Linked DNA regions of Gossypium hirsutum: region 1 is linked to region 2. Evidence: chromatin contacts called from public Hi-C data. All regions are on one chromosome and are shown on one strand. Each heading gives the region's core, a stretch centred on a gene start, on an enhancer-like site or on the middle of the called end of the contact. The rest is flanking DNA. Distances are from core to core; before and after follow the strand shown. Region 1 holds the start of LOC107948916 (mannose-1-phosphate guanylyltransferase 1). Region 2 holds the start of LOC107948056 (ribulose bisphosphate carboxylase/oxygenase activase 2, chloroplastic).

What was found. A called contact is a pair of places that touch in the nucleus more often than the background predicts.
Region 1: a Hi-C map of leaf shows a contact between it and region 2, with 2.3 times the contacts expected there. The contact joins the promoter of LOC107948916 here to the promoter of LOC107948056 in region 2. A contact is called at or near these places in 2 of 34 Hi-C or Micro-C datasets (both in leaf).

The regions. Positions count from the first base shown.
Region 1 is chrA04:74,187,851-74,195,128 of Gossypium_hirsutum_v2.1, reverse strand. LOC107948916 (mannose-1-phosphate guanylyltransferase 1) reads right to left here and starts at 5,204. Exons shown (of 5, transcript XM_016883580.2): 1 at 4,959-5,204; 2 at 4,650-4,789; 3 at 4,311-4,373; 4 at 3,959-4,198; 5 at 2,623-3,871. The coding sequence starts at 4,760. The coding sequence ends at 3,200. LOC107948917 (CASP-like protein 5B2) reads left to right here. Exons shown (of 3, transcript XM_016883581.2): 1 at 1-140; 2 at 1,479-1,611; 3 at 2,064-2,431. The coding sequence starts at 10. The coding sequence ends at 2,264.
Region 2 is chrA04:73,868,430-73,875,400 of Gossypium_hirsutum_v2.1, reverse strand. It overlaps LOC107948056 (ribulose bisphosphate carboxylase/oxygenase activase 2, chloroplastic), which reads left to right and starts at 2,839. Exons shown (of 7, transcript XM_041111373.1): 1 at 2,839-2,986; 2 at 3,259-3,557; 3 at 3,659-3,764; 4 at 3,864-3,949; 5 at 4,124-4,596; 6 at 4,682-4,963; 7 at 5,067-5,535. The coding sequence starts at 2,942. The coding sequence ends at 5,179.

The DNA of each region.
Region 1 (7,278 bases), core at 3,955-6,454, 320 kb before region 2:
AGTAAGAGGATGAAGGAGTTGATTGGGAGTCCAGGAACGGTGAGTGGATTAACACTAAGGGTAACCCAATGTGCTTTTGCTGCTGCTTCCATTGCACTCATGGTCTCTGCCTCTGGTTTCTCTACCTACACTGCATTCTGGTACTTCGTTTTTTCATTTTTCTTCATTCGGCTTTGCTCTCAAATTTTACCTTGTTAGAATTAATGGGTTTTTTTTTGTGTGTGTGTTTGGGGGGGGGGTGCCATTGTTCCAGTATTCTTGGGTTTAATCGTTGACAAAATTTTAGTTAAAATGGTTTGTTTGAATCGGAATCATCTTAAAGCAAACATTGATTGCTGGGCAGCAAGATTAGGTAGGCAAAACTGTTCATGAAAGGTTATTTCCTAAATGGGTAGAAAGAATAGGAAAAATAGAAGGTGAAATTGACCTGACTTTTTAGACGTGTGGACTTCTACCTCTTTGCATCTTATAAAGTGATGTGTGTTTTACTTCAAAATTTGTTTTTACTCTACTATTTAGTAGCTGATTTTGATGTTCTAGTTCTTCTAGTTTGAATTTATTGGATGAAATTTAAGTTCTAGATTTCTACTTTGGTATTTTGCATGAGAAGTGGGTTTCAATTTTAAGTTTAGCTTAATTTTTTCCTAGTTTTTTTTAATGATTTTCCATATGTTGGTTGAGAAGCTAAGAGGGTTTAATGTTAAAAGTATGGGATTTTTCTACCTTCAGTTAGTAATGTCAAAGGTATGGTTTTTTACTATTCAGAGAAATGTATAGGATGCGTGCATAAACTTCTAGTGTACCGATTCTTCCAGAATTGGGTTTTAAGCTGAATATGAAGTTGTGTAAATTTAGCATCTGGTAATTTACTTTGTTAAGCAGAAGCAATCATCTATCATCCAATGTTATTGCAACAGTGGAGCTAAAGAAATCATAAACATGTCTGATTTGCTATATTTGGAGCTTGGTTGTTTAAAGTGTATTATTGCTCTTATAATGGCGGAACTGAGTGCTTCTATTAGGCATAAGGGCAGGAAAATGAACGGAACTCTATGAAGCTTTTCTGCTACTATGCATAGTGCAGTAATGGTGGTTCCCCGAGTCTTTGTTTCAAGATTTGTGTGCCTGCTAATAGTGACAGTCTAACAGAGCCATTCATTTGTCTGAATTACGTTCAAGAGACTCTGGTATAATATATGTCTGAATAAACTTAAGTTCGAAGTTGACTGAAGCTGTGTAACTCTCTGTTAAGCATCTTTATGCATGTTTGATCTTCTAAGGTTCCATTTAGTTGGTAGTTTTACTTTTAGCTATTTGTCCCTTGCTTTCAGTTCATATTTTTATTTTCTTTTTACTTCTAATTGAGAAAAGAAAAAGCAAAAGCATCCATCAAAGCCAAGATGCAACTTTGATCGAATAGAAATGCACTTCAATTGTATTTTCTGCACATTTGATGTTTATAATGCTCTCTGTTTCAGCTATTTGATTGCATCTATGGGGCTTCAACTACTATGGAGCTTTGGACTTGCATGTCTTGATGTTTATGCTTTAAGGAGAAAAAGAGATCTTCAGAATCCAGTTTTAGTGAGCCTCTTTGTTGTAGGTGATTGGGTATGAAACTGTTCTCTAATAATCCTCTCTTATCTCCTTTAGCCACTAAATGGATGCATCAACAATGATGTAAATCGGGTTTTCGACCATATATTTCCTGCTAGTTGCTGTATTTGTCATAGTCCTCGCCAGCTATTCTTATTTGTTCATGTTAATGCTGTCTGTGATCCCACAAGTGGTTAATGGCTGTTCTTATTCTATCAAAAAACAACCTTTCTATATATTACATTGCTAGTTTCTGTGACCACCTTTTCATATTTTGTAATGGCCATAGAATACAATCTTACACTGATGCAGGGGTCACTGTCTGATCTGTATATGAACTCCCTATGCATTTTGCTTGATTTTTTTTAAGGGCCGCAAGCAATTGTTATTTTCAGTATTGGCAACTCTGCAAATAGCTCTTCAGCTGGGATTGTATATCACTTGGCTAATCCTTGTTGAATGTACAGGTGACAGCTATGTTATCACTGGCAGCTGCATGTTCATCAGCTGGTATTATAGTCCTATATGCAAGAGACTTGGAATTCTGCAAGGCTCAAAGTCATATCCCATGCCGGCAGTTTGAAATATCGATAATTTTGGCATTTATCACGTGGCTTCTAATCGCAATGTCATCTCATGTCATGCTCTGGATCTTAGCCTCTTTCTAGAGGTCTAAGGGATTCCCATACAAGCACATGACAGCATCTCCTATTTGACATGTAAATCCTTTGTTTTTTTACTTTGATTTTGACAATTTTGGAGAATTCGAGTAGTTCTGCCGTTTGCCTGTGCACATTTAAGCATTTTTTGTTTTAGTACTCAATTTCATTCAAAAGTTACTTGTTCTGACCCTAATTTTCAACAATTAACTAACAATACTGTCAAATACTTGTGGATCTTTTGTTGCTTTTTGTGATCTTAACGAAAGTCTTGATTTGAAAGAAATGCGAACTTCCTTTTCTTACATCTTCCAACAGATAACATTTTTGTCTAATGTTGAATTCTACCATGTGTAAACAACATTCATCAAGCCTATCCCCGCTATATTTCATATAATAAATCTTACAAATTTCCAGGGCCTTTGATTATCCTGAAGATAACATTCATTAAGATATACCTAAAGTTATGTTAACACCACAAGATTCAGTCTGAACAAAAACTATCCCAACAGCATCATTCTGACAGGATAAGAGAGGCTGCTATACAACAATGGAAAAGATTCTAAATACAATTAACTCGATACTTGAATAACATTTAAACTAAGTGTACACAACGTCATAAATTTGTTGTCTGTATTTCTTCCTCTATTTTTTCTCTTTGCTTTTGGTTAATGACATTCCAAAATGAGAAATGAGATTGCTCCCTCACAAGTGTATAAGGTTGTCTCTGCATCCGGTCATCCACCAAACATGATGTTCACCGGTAACCAAAGGCCAGCAGCTATCCTTCAACTACAAGCCTACTGACACTCGGCCCTCGAACTTATTCCAACTGGAATTTGCCTAAGAATAACAAGAAAAGAAGGGAAACAAAAAGGGTAATGCAGACAACCAAATTGCAATTTCGAACTCTCAAAATGTTGATTCCAAGCTCAACCTTGTGATCACATGACAATTTCTGGCTTCAAAATACTAGACTTTATCTCCTTGTGAGGCAGGACAACACCTCCATTGCTATAAACTTCATCTCCAAGATGAACATCTTCTCCTAAGATCGTCATGTTTTCCAACCGTGCCCACTTTCCAACAGTGGAATGCCAGCCAATAATGCTATTGGAGACGCAAGTATACTTCTTGATACGAACTCCGCGCATTATGGTACAGCGTGACAACCTTACCCCGGACTCAATTATACATCCTGGACCAATGGCTACATCAGGTCCAATGAGGCACCCATAGCCAATTACAGCACTCTCATCTACCAAAACATTCCCAACAAAATGAGATCCAGTTGACAACTTGGTAGAGGATTTTTTACGCAACGACTTTAAGTACATTCTCAGGCCAGTAATGTAATCCTTTGGTTGTCCAATGTCCATCCAGAACCCAGGCAGCACCATCGCATAAAGCTTATTCTCTGCTGCAATCTTTGGGAACACTTCTTTCTCAATTGAGGTGGGTCTCAGTTCTATTCGGTTAAGAACAGATGGGTTCAACAAGTAAATCCCAGCATTGATTTTGTTACCAACAAATATTTGTGGTTTCTCGACAAACTTTTCAACTTTGCCTGTAGTTTCTTCCATGACTACAACACCATATTTCGATGGCTCATCCACCTTGAAACAAAAGAAAGATCCTTGTGAGGAGGTGATTTTAATGGCAATCTTTTTCTCAAGAATGCTAAACCCAGTTTACTACATTACCTTTGTCACCATAATGGAAGCTTCTCCTCCATGACCCTTGTGAAAATTTACCATTTCTTTTAGTGGATATTCACTTATAACATCACTATTGAGGACAAAAAATGGCTCACCAGAGCCATCGATCAACTTGTCTCTAGCCAGAGCAATAGGACCAGCTGTGCCAAGTGGTTCAGTCTCCTGTGAGCAGGTGATTTTAATGCCAAGCTTTTTCTCAAATTCTTTTAGGAAATTTAACATAACCTGCAAAATCAATGGAGCAATATAAAAAACTAACTTCAAGGAAAAAAAATCAATAACAAACAGTCATCAATATGAAAATTTGCAGCCATAAATGGGCACTTTTCTATGTTACCTCTGGTTGGTAATTGATGGCCAGAACAACTTCAGTAACTCCAATAGCTTTGAGAGCTTCAATCTGGTAGTATTAAAAAAAAAGAAACAAACGAACTATGTACAATCATTCGTTTAACAACACCACGTAAAGCTTCACACTTTTTTTTTTTTTTAGTCATAGAATCACCAAATTTATCTTTGTAACAAAAGCCAGGTCTAAATAAATCTTAAACCCATTTTAAACAGGATTACCTTTTTTGAAAATCTACAAATATTTCCAGGAATATAAAATCACCAACAACAAACAAGAAGTAAACCAAAGACGATGAGGAAAAATCTAAAATAAAATATAATAAACCTGATGCAGTATCATGGGTTTGTTAGCAAAATCCACCAAAGGCTTTGGGACGCTAAGAGTCAACGGTCTCAATCGTGTTCCAAATCCACCAACAAGAATGAGTGCTTTCATCCTGATACCTCACAAAATATCTGAATTTCCTGTAAATTATATGACCCATACCATGGATTATCTCAAGCAGTGAGTCGTTAGTGTATCTAATAACAAATCCCATAAATCATAAATAGCAAAAATAGGGGACGTTTGATCATAGATGGATCTAAGGTGGCGGAGACATTGGAACATGTAAGGAACTTGAACTAGACTTACAGAAGTGGCTTGATCGGAGTTTATTTGTAAGAACTGTCAGCCTGTGACTGTGACAGAGATCTTGGCGGTCTTTTCTCGGAACAAATCTGGAAATAAATTGGATGAAATTAATGCTCTTATGGGGACACCTCGTCCAAGTTAAAGCCAAGCTTTTGATTCCTTCATGAATTTACAAGGCCATTGCCACCTGAGGCCATGTGGGCTAGTCTGATAAAGTGGCCTTCCAATTTTTCTCTTGTGTGTGTGTGTGTTTTTTTTCCTTCCTAAATTAGGAAATATTAAATGGTATCAGTTGATTAGGATGATATTTATTAAAAAATTAAAGTATTATTTAAAAAAATAAATATTAAATAAATGCATTAAAATACATTTTAATTAATTTCTATGGACACCATTAAAATAACATTTCACACTATTAAGTTGGAATTCAATTTTGCTCCTAGTTGAATAGATTTTTGAGGCAAAATGTATGGCTATTTATTAGTATCAATCCTCACAATATAAATGATTTTCTTTAATATTTAACTTGTTAATATTTTGTATAAAAACTTATAACTACGAAAATTTATTATCTTTGATTACAAGCCCTTGATTGAGAAGATGCTATCAAAATCAAGCATTGGTCTGCTCGCCACCTAAGCTTTGCTGGCAGGTTGCAGCTACTCAAAGTCATGCTCTACAACATGCAGGGTTTTTGGTGTAGGTAGTTTTTGTTGCCCAAAAACTATTCTCAAAAGTATCCCATCTATGTTCAAAGTTTTTTTTGGAAAGGCAAGGATTGTAGTGTTACTGGTATTAGTGTCTATTGGCAATTAATCTGTCTACCAATGTCTGAGGGTGGTTTAGGATTAAGTAGCATTGAGGAATGGAACAAAGCTTGTATATTGTAGCTCATTGATCACATGCGCGTGTGCACAGAAAATAAATAATTTTATAAAACGATTTAAAAGTGTGGTTTTAATTGCAAAGTGTAGAAGGTTATTTGTAATATTTGTAATGTCAATGGAACACTAGAGCATTCCTAGGATAGAACTCAAAAGATTGTCAAATTGGTAAATGTCTTATCAAGTTTTACAAGTTAAACAATTGTTAATCTAATCACGTCATAAATTATTAGTGCAAATTCAAATGCAAGTTATTTGTAAACTAAATTTAAATTAACAAATAAAAATATCAAATTAACTTTCTTCCTTTTCACTAGAAACTATACAAATGGATTGAAATGATGGTTGAATGAGTCTTGGATTACTAACTAAGCTAATAAACCTTTGATGATTATATTGTTTGTCACTTTTAACTAAGAATCTCTTCTCAGTCTCATCCTAGACTAAAAGATACCACCTAAGTTCTCCTCTCGATCTTACCTAGGCATATAGATTTCGTCTTGGTCTCACTATTCGGCACAAGTGTATCAAAGTCTTACACGATAAAGTCTCCTCTCAGTCTTATCTATCTAAATCTTCCACTAGAGGCATAAATTCTAGTGTAATATGCAATTTAATTCACTTGAACATGTTGGAACTAGAGTTTTTCCAAAACAAGATATTGGTTGTAATATCTAAAGTAATAAACACTTAATCAAAATTGTACCATTTCGATTTGTCTAGGATGAGCGCTTCGACTAGGTAGTTTTCTTTGCTATCCTCAAGCTCATGTCTGCCAACTATGGGCTCGTTTAGAATCAAAAAATTTTCACAAAAATTACCAGTAAGGTAATTTTGTAATTTCTCTAAAATTTTGGGTCAAGTTGTAAATCAGAAAATATCTCTAGAAATTTTTTGAAATAATCTCTTTAGAGAATTTTCTCTCTATAACTTTCTCTTGAATTCAAGTGTGTGAATAATGACCTAAGGCTCTCGTTATATAAGAAGAGTTTAGAGAGTTCAACTATAATTAAACTTAATCATTTTAATATTAAAATAATATAATATTTATTAAGATAAATATTAGATTAAATTTAATATTAAATCTCATTAAAATAATAAGATAATCACTTTAACATTAAATTAATAAAATACAATAAGATAATTATTAAATTAAATTTAATATTAAACTATTAAAACAATATTATTTTTGGAATAATTAATCTGAAATCAAATTCTCTAGTAGAGTCCCAGTAGTGTAACTTTTCCACTGCTCAACCACCGATAGCCAACCGCCGTCGGCCACTGAGATGTCATCGTCGCAGCCTCTGGCACCAGAACCATCGTGTCCGATGATGCAGGTGTGACACCCTTATGCACCCGAGCCAGTTCGATCCAGGTCCATGGTGACCCGACCGGTCCAGTCTAGCCACCGATTGGACCGTTAGTACAGTTTC
Region 2 (6,971 bases), core at 1,590-4,089:
GCCCCGTAACCCTATTTTGGTGATAGATACAAGTTAGGGGTGTTACAAAAAAATCACATTTAATATCATTCTCTCCTTTATAATTTTAACTCAACACCATGTCATCTCATATTTGTCATCATTATTGAAGAATTCTCATATCAAAGCAACGAATTCTTTAGATTCCATTTATATCTGAGCTACTAATAAAGAACTCTTTTCTTTCATCACAAAGCCTCTATCTTGCCATACCTAAAAGGCCAGGGCCCCTTTCAACCACCTCATCCTTACTATCTTGATATGAGCTAAAATTTCTCGTGACAAAAGAGTAATTTCTATGAACTTAAATGAAACGGGGCATTTTCATCAAATAAGTCTGTTAGTTTGTTATTGCTGTTATAACTTTCCTTTTTGTCGTTTTTCTTTTATTTTCCCTGTAAACCAAGTAATATGATTGTAATACAGAGGCATGAAATATATATTAGGAAAACAACTCTTGGTTCTTTCCTTTCTTATTCTCTTGCCTCTCCCAATTCTATCATTCTTTTCCTATTTTCGGGGTTAAGTCATATCACATCTCTTATCATTTAACCACCCATTATTATCAACATAGAAGCCAAAAAAAAAAATGATGAAAGAAAATAAAAGATCCTTCATAAATAAAAAAACCTATTGTAAGAATTGGATTGGTGGTTAAGACGACTAGACCATCGATTTTTAATTCAATTGTTGAAATTTAAAAAAATAAAGTTTCAAAAAATAAAAATAAATAGAAAAATTCAAAAAAATAATTAAACTCTTCCATAATGAAAATAGCCGTTAACCCATTTAACTATTAACACTAAGTGATATGATAAATGAAATCATTGAAAAGCTGACACGAGTGGATAAATGTGTTGATGTGATATGTATATTTAAAAAAAATTTTAAAAAATTAAAAAATAAAAATTATTAAAATTTATAAATACACTAAAAATATTAGAAAAATTAAAACCATTTATATGCTTCTCATAAATTGATGAGAACTTTAGATAAAACAAAATAGAATTGTATAGATCTCCTTAGACAAAAATAGAATTGCTGGGAAGCATCTCGAACTGCACTGTTTTTTCAAATCAATAACAAGATAAGAAGGTCAAGAATTAATCAGAGCCAGTTTGGTCACAGCTCGGTTCAATGCAGGCCCAAAACCCCAAACTAAAATAACACGATGTCTTTTCAAGATCGTGACAGCTGCACTTTGAAACCAAAGAACCGACGTCCTCTTGTCATGTATTTGGCCACATTGTTGGTTTCTTTTTCTTACATTGAACGGAGAAGTTTCTGGAGTTGCCAATGCCATCCGGCATTCAATTTAATTTATCTTCAACTGCCAACAACCACACCCCTTTTTCTTGATTAAAGTACAATGCAACCACGGATGATGTTCTCAAGTTTATATTATTACATAGTTAATGAACAAAAAATAAGATATTCCCACTAAGTTTGAGATTTAAATATAAATATTAATTATTATTTTAAATCTACCTTTTAAGAATTTTCATAATATTTCTTTATAAAAAAAATCTAAAAATAAAGATACAGTGGGAGAACAAAACTAAACTTAGTTTCTATGTTTTTAAGTGTATCATACGAATAAAATTTTACTCTTATTTATACGAGGTCTCATATCTCTTTATAGGAACATAATTATCCAAATGAATAGTCATATCTTTAGTATAATCATAATTATTCAATAGATATCTATTTGAATAATTATGATTCTTTTTTTATTAGGTGAATTTCTACCAAATCTTCAATATAATCTAATTGTTTTCATATTGTATGAAAATTGATATTTGTATCGTTATTTTATTCTACTATCATTTTAATAACTTTTGATGAGATTTATTTTCCTGCACTACCAGGAGCTCTCATTCTTAAAGAACTTACTTTTATTCTAATATTTTTGTGAAGATATTGAACCTCCATTAAAGGAGAATGTTGAGATTCAACTGCTCCTTTATTGGTTTATCATCTAGTATTATTTTTTATGGGTATTCATTTTAAGTTGTTTTTGTAATTTTAAATCTTGACAAATTTTTAATCTTTTTTTTAGGCGAAACTAATTAGTTCACCATAGGTAAGGTTTTTCATATGAAATAATATATCTGTAATTTCCTCTAATTTGATTTCTAATCTTTTCTCCTAATGAAGTAGGAAGTCCTGCTAGAAGATTTTCTTTCTAAAACGATTATTAATTATCAAATCTTTGCATAACTCTAATTATAAAGACATTTTTATACCGTTTCTATTGAATAATTATGAATATTTGTTAATAATTAAATAACATAACTTTTAAATTTAAAATACATAATTCAGAATTTTTTTATTAATAATAAAGTTACATTAACTTTTAGTTCATACTTTGAAACACTATATATATTAAAAATGTTTCAACAAACTTACCAATAAAGAAAAATACAAAGTTGTAGGCAATGTTTAATATGGATAGCTCTGACTAACCATTTATTTTATTTTTCTGGAGATTACTCGGTAACAAAAGAAATTAATTATTGTTATCAGCAATAATATCTTGATTTCGATAAAAAAAAAATGGGTAGCTGTTTAATTGACGCAGGCCAAACCATTTGGGTGGGGAACATAAGCTTAAACCCCAAGCTCATAGGCAACACTGTTCCGCGAAGCCTCCATTTTATTTGTATGTAACCAAAACTAGCCCCACATCCAAAACAAACGTCTACCTCACCAAATGCCCCCTCATAAAACTCCAAATTGTAAATGTATGGCCGTTAGCCAATTCGTAAGCTAATCCACAGGTTTTGCCCACTTCCTTCCAATACCTCCTCCCTATAAAGTCCCCCACCACACCTAACTTCATCTTCAAACCACAACACTCCAGCAACTGTTTCGAGTTTTTTCTTTTTTAGACTTTCCCAATTCTGATCTCAGCCGTTGAGACATGGCTACTGCTGTCCCAGCCGTTGGAGCTGTTAACAGAGTGCCGGTATTACTATGTTTTTTCCCGCCTATTTTTTTGATCTTGTCTTAGTCATTACCGTAGCGTCTCTCGACTTTGTAGTCCTTCAACTGTCTCTTCTTCATTGTTTTAATCGTCTTTTAACTCCTAGAGGGAAAAAGAAATGCATTTCTAGTCATTTGTTTCTTGTTTATATACAGTTAAGAAGAAGATCATAATTAAGTAATAAGGATATGCATTCTGTTATTTTATTAGAAGCTTGTGGTGTTGTAGTTAAAAAGAGAGTTTCTTTGTTACAGCTGAAGTCGAATGGCCGTGGTCCAAGTCCAAGCTCAATATTCTTGGGAAAAAGTGTGACGAAGGGTACCTCAAAGGTCAACCAGAACAAGGTTTTTCCCAAGAATTTCAAGGTTGTTAGTGAATATAAGCAGACCTCAAAAGACAGGTGGGTGGAACTCGTCCATGATGAATCTGATGACCAACAGGATATTACCAGAGGAAAGGGAATGGTGGACACTCTCTTCCAGGCTCCTGTGGGAACTGGAACTCACCATGCTATCATGAGCTCCTATGACTACATCAGTCAAGGTCTTCGCACGTAAGTTGCATGCTAAGGGATTTCATGTTAAAAAGTTTATGCAAATTTGAAGAAATCATGGAATTGTAGTGTGGGAATTGACGTCGCTCAACTGTTTGTAGGTTCAACTATGACAATATCATTGATGGGTTCTACATTGCTCCTGCGTTCATGGACAAGGTTGTTGTTCACATCACAAAAAACTTCTTGAATCTGCCAAATATTAAGGTTTGTTCATAAAATGTTTCGAGATATGTTTAATCAGCTAAGTCTATCATTTTGATGAATATCAATAAAGTTGGATACTTTTGTGAATAACTGTGACAGGTTCCTCTTATTTTGGGTATTTGGGGAGGTAAAGGCCAAGGGAAATCATTCCAATGTGAGCTTGTCTTTGCCAAGATGGGAATCAAGTAAGTCTATATCCTTATTGTTCCATCCCTCTCTTTCACATACTTGAGTGATTCAGGAAAATTGTTGACATTTGTTAGCCTATTAGTTTGACACAAATTGCTTGATTTTTTATAACAAGAACCTTCAAATTTTCATTTACATCCTTAATCTTTAAATCTGTTGACAATATCCAGTCCCATTATGATGAGTGCTGGTGAACTGGAAAGTGGGAATGCTGGAGAGCCTGCAAAATTGATTAGGCAAAGGTATCGTGAGGCAGCAGATATCATCAGAAAGGGAAAGATGTGTTGCCTCTTTATCAACGATCTCGATGCAGGTGCGGGAAGGATGGGAGGAACCACCCAATACACGGTCAACAATCAAATGGTGAATGCTACCCTCATGAACATTGCTGATAACCCTACAAATGTTCAGCTCCCTGGTATGTACAACAAGGAAGAGAACCCTCGTGTTCCTATCATAGTTACCGGTAATGACTTCTCCACATTGTATGCTCCTCTTATCCGTGATGGTCGTATGGAGAAATTCTACTGGGCCCCTACTCGGGAAGATAGGATTGGGGTGTGCTCGGGTATTTTCAGAACTGACAATGTTCCTCGGGAAGACATTATCAAGCTTGTTGACACTTTCCTTGGACAATCTATTGGTGATTACCCATCTTTGAATTGAGGATATTTCCTATTGGTTGCTGACGAGAGAACGCTAATTATCTTTAATTACTTTTGTTGCAGATTTCTTTGGTGCTCTCAGGGCAAGAGTATATGACGATGAAGTGAGGAAATGGATTTCAGATGTTGGGCTGCAAAATGTTGGCAAAAGACTTGTGAATTCGAGGGAGGGACCTCCTACTTTCGAGCAGCCCGAAATGACTCTTCAGAAGCTACTTGAGTATGGAAACATGCTTGTCCAAGAACAAGAGAACGTGAAGAGAGTGCAGTTGTCTGATAAGTACTTGAAAGAGGCAGCTCTTGGAGATGCTAATGATGATGCCATCAAGAATGGAAGTTTCTATGGTTAGACCCCTTGATGGTGGCTTTAGGATTATAAATAAATGAAAAACACAATAAAGGATATAGGAAGCTTACATGTAAGCTTTTCATAATTGTTTGGCTGCAGGCAAAGCAGCTCAGCAGGTTAGTCTTCCTGTCCCTGAAGGCTGCACTGACCCATCGGCAGCAAACTTCGATCCAACGGCCCGTAGCGATGATGGGAGCTGTGTTTACAATTAAAAATGTCAATGCCATGAAGGGAAAATAATCTCCAAAATGGGCATATGTTTGATAGAGTAGTACTTCGGTAATTTTATTTTAGCACGTGCTTCTATAATTTAATCCCATAGTTTTCACAACTGAGTCAACATAGTTGTGCATTAGACCCTGTATGTGCTACATGTAAGTTGAGTTATGCCGACATTCCCACTGTAAATCACCTTATCCCCTGTTTATGGATCTAGCCCACCTAATCGTCTCGATGTAGCTTCAAATGGGCCTTCTTAAACTTTATGCACATACTGATTTGTGCAAAAAGTTGTATTGTAGCCTAGTATTTTAATGGCCGACAAGCAACAAGAATTTGCACTAATTTTTTAAACGAGAAGCACATGCTGAAAATAATTGTGAGAAGGATCCAGAAAACCATCGTCCAAAAAGGGTTCCATGGTGCTCCAACTGTATGCAAAATCTGTAAAAGGTTCCACTTAACTTGAGCCAAGGTTGGGAGAGCTGTGTTTGTTTTTTTCCCTGTTGCCATTGGTACTAAAATATAGGTTAAAATTTGTTATTAGACCCTGTACTTTATGTAACTTATAGATTTAGTTATTTTTAATTTTTATACTTTTAAAATTTTAAAATTTTAGTCCTAACCAAATGACAAATTATTAAATTATTAAATTCATTAAGTTCTATTATTTTTAAATTTTGATGTGTTAGCATGTGTAATGTTACGACAACTTATCATCTTCAAATATAACTCACAATAAAAATTAGTTAATAGCTTTAATGAATGTCGTTTACTTTCAAAATTTTAAAAATATAGCGCCTAAGAATGATATAATTGAAGATTTTACACATAATATAAAATTAATAGTAGAATTTAATTAAACAAATTTAATTATTACTATTTAATCATAACCAAAATTTTAAACTTTAAAAAATTAAAATTAATTAAATTAAGTATAAATATTAAATTCACAAAAGTATATGATGTAATAGCAGAATCTCACCTAAAGTTTACAAGATAAAGAAAATACAGGCTGCTGAAACAATTCAGATTATGAAGGCAGTATTTATCCGAGATGGGGATTAAGTCTTAGCGTCGGTTATCAGACAATACTATAGAATCACGATGTCGTCTGCCTGACATGATGTGAGGCTAAATTATCAGCAAAAAGCTTCTTTATTCTTTCTTATTAGTTTAATAGGCAAAAAGAAAAAAAAAAGAATTATTATGCTTCAAGTGCAAGTTGATGTGCTGCTGATTAAACTAATGAGGGCAATATGTTATAAAAATATTTTGTTTTGTCCCCCAAGCCAAGCCAAGCCATCTGAGTCACCTTTTTTTCTTTCATTAGAGTCAAAAAAATGGGTTTGAGGTTTGAAAGTTTTCAAATCCTTATCTTCTACCAAGTTTCAAAGAAACTTAAAATATTTGCATAAATTTATCTACAAGATTCCCTCTTAACCTGCTGCTAAAAAGAATGGGTTCTTAAAAATCTTTTTAAGTCTGCTCAGTGTGGTGAGCACTTAATTCATCAACTATCCCTAGGATTTATTAAAATATACAAGTATATTTTGGCGAACCACATGATGCTTGTCGGGACAAGCATTGATAAACATAAAAGGAAGAATGTTTTGAGAAAAAAAGATTAATTCATTTCTTGTGAGGTCCAATAACTATGTAACATAATCAATCCTTAAATCCTATGTTGAAACAACAATTAAGGTGATCTAAAATCAAACTTAGGTAAAGTGATGGAACAAGCAAAGCAAATTTCTCAACCACTCCTCTCCCTCTTTTTCTTTT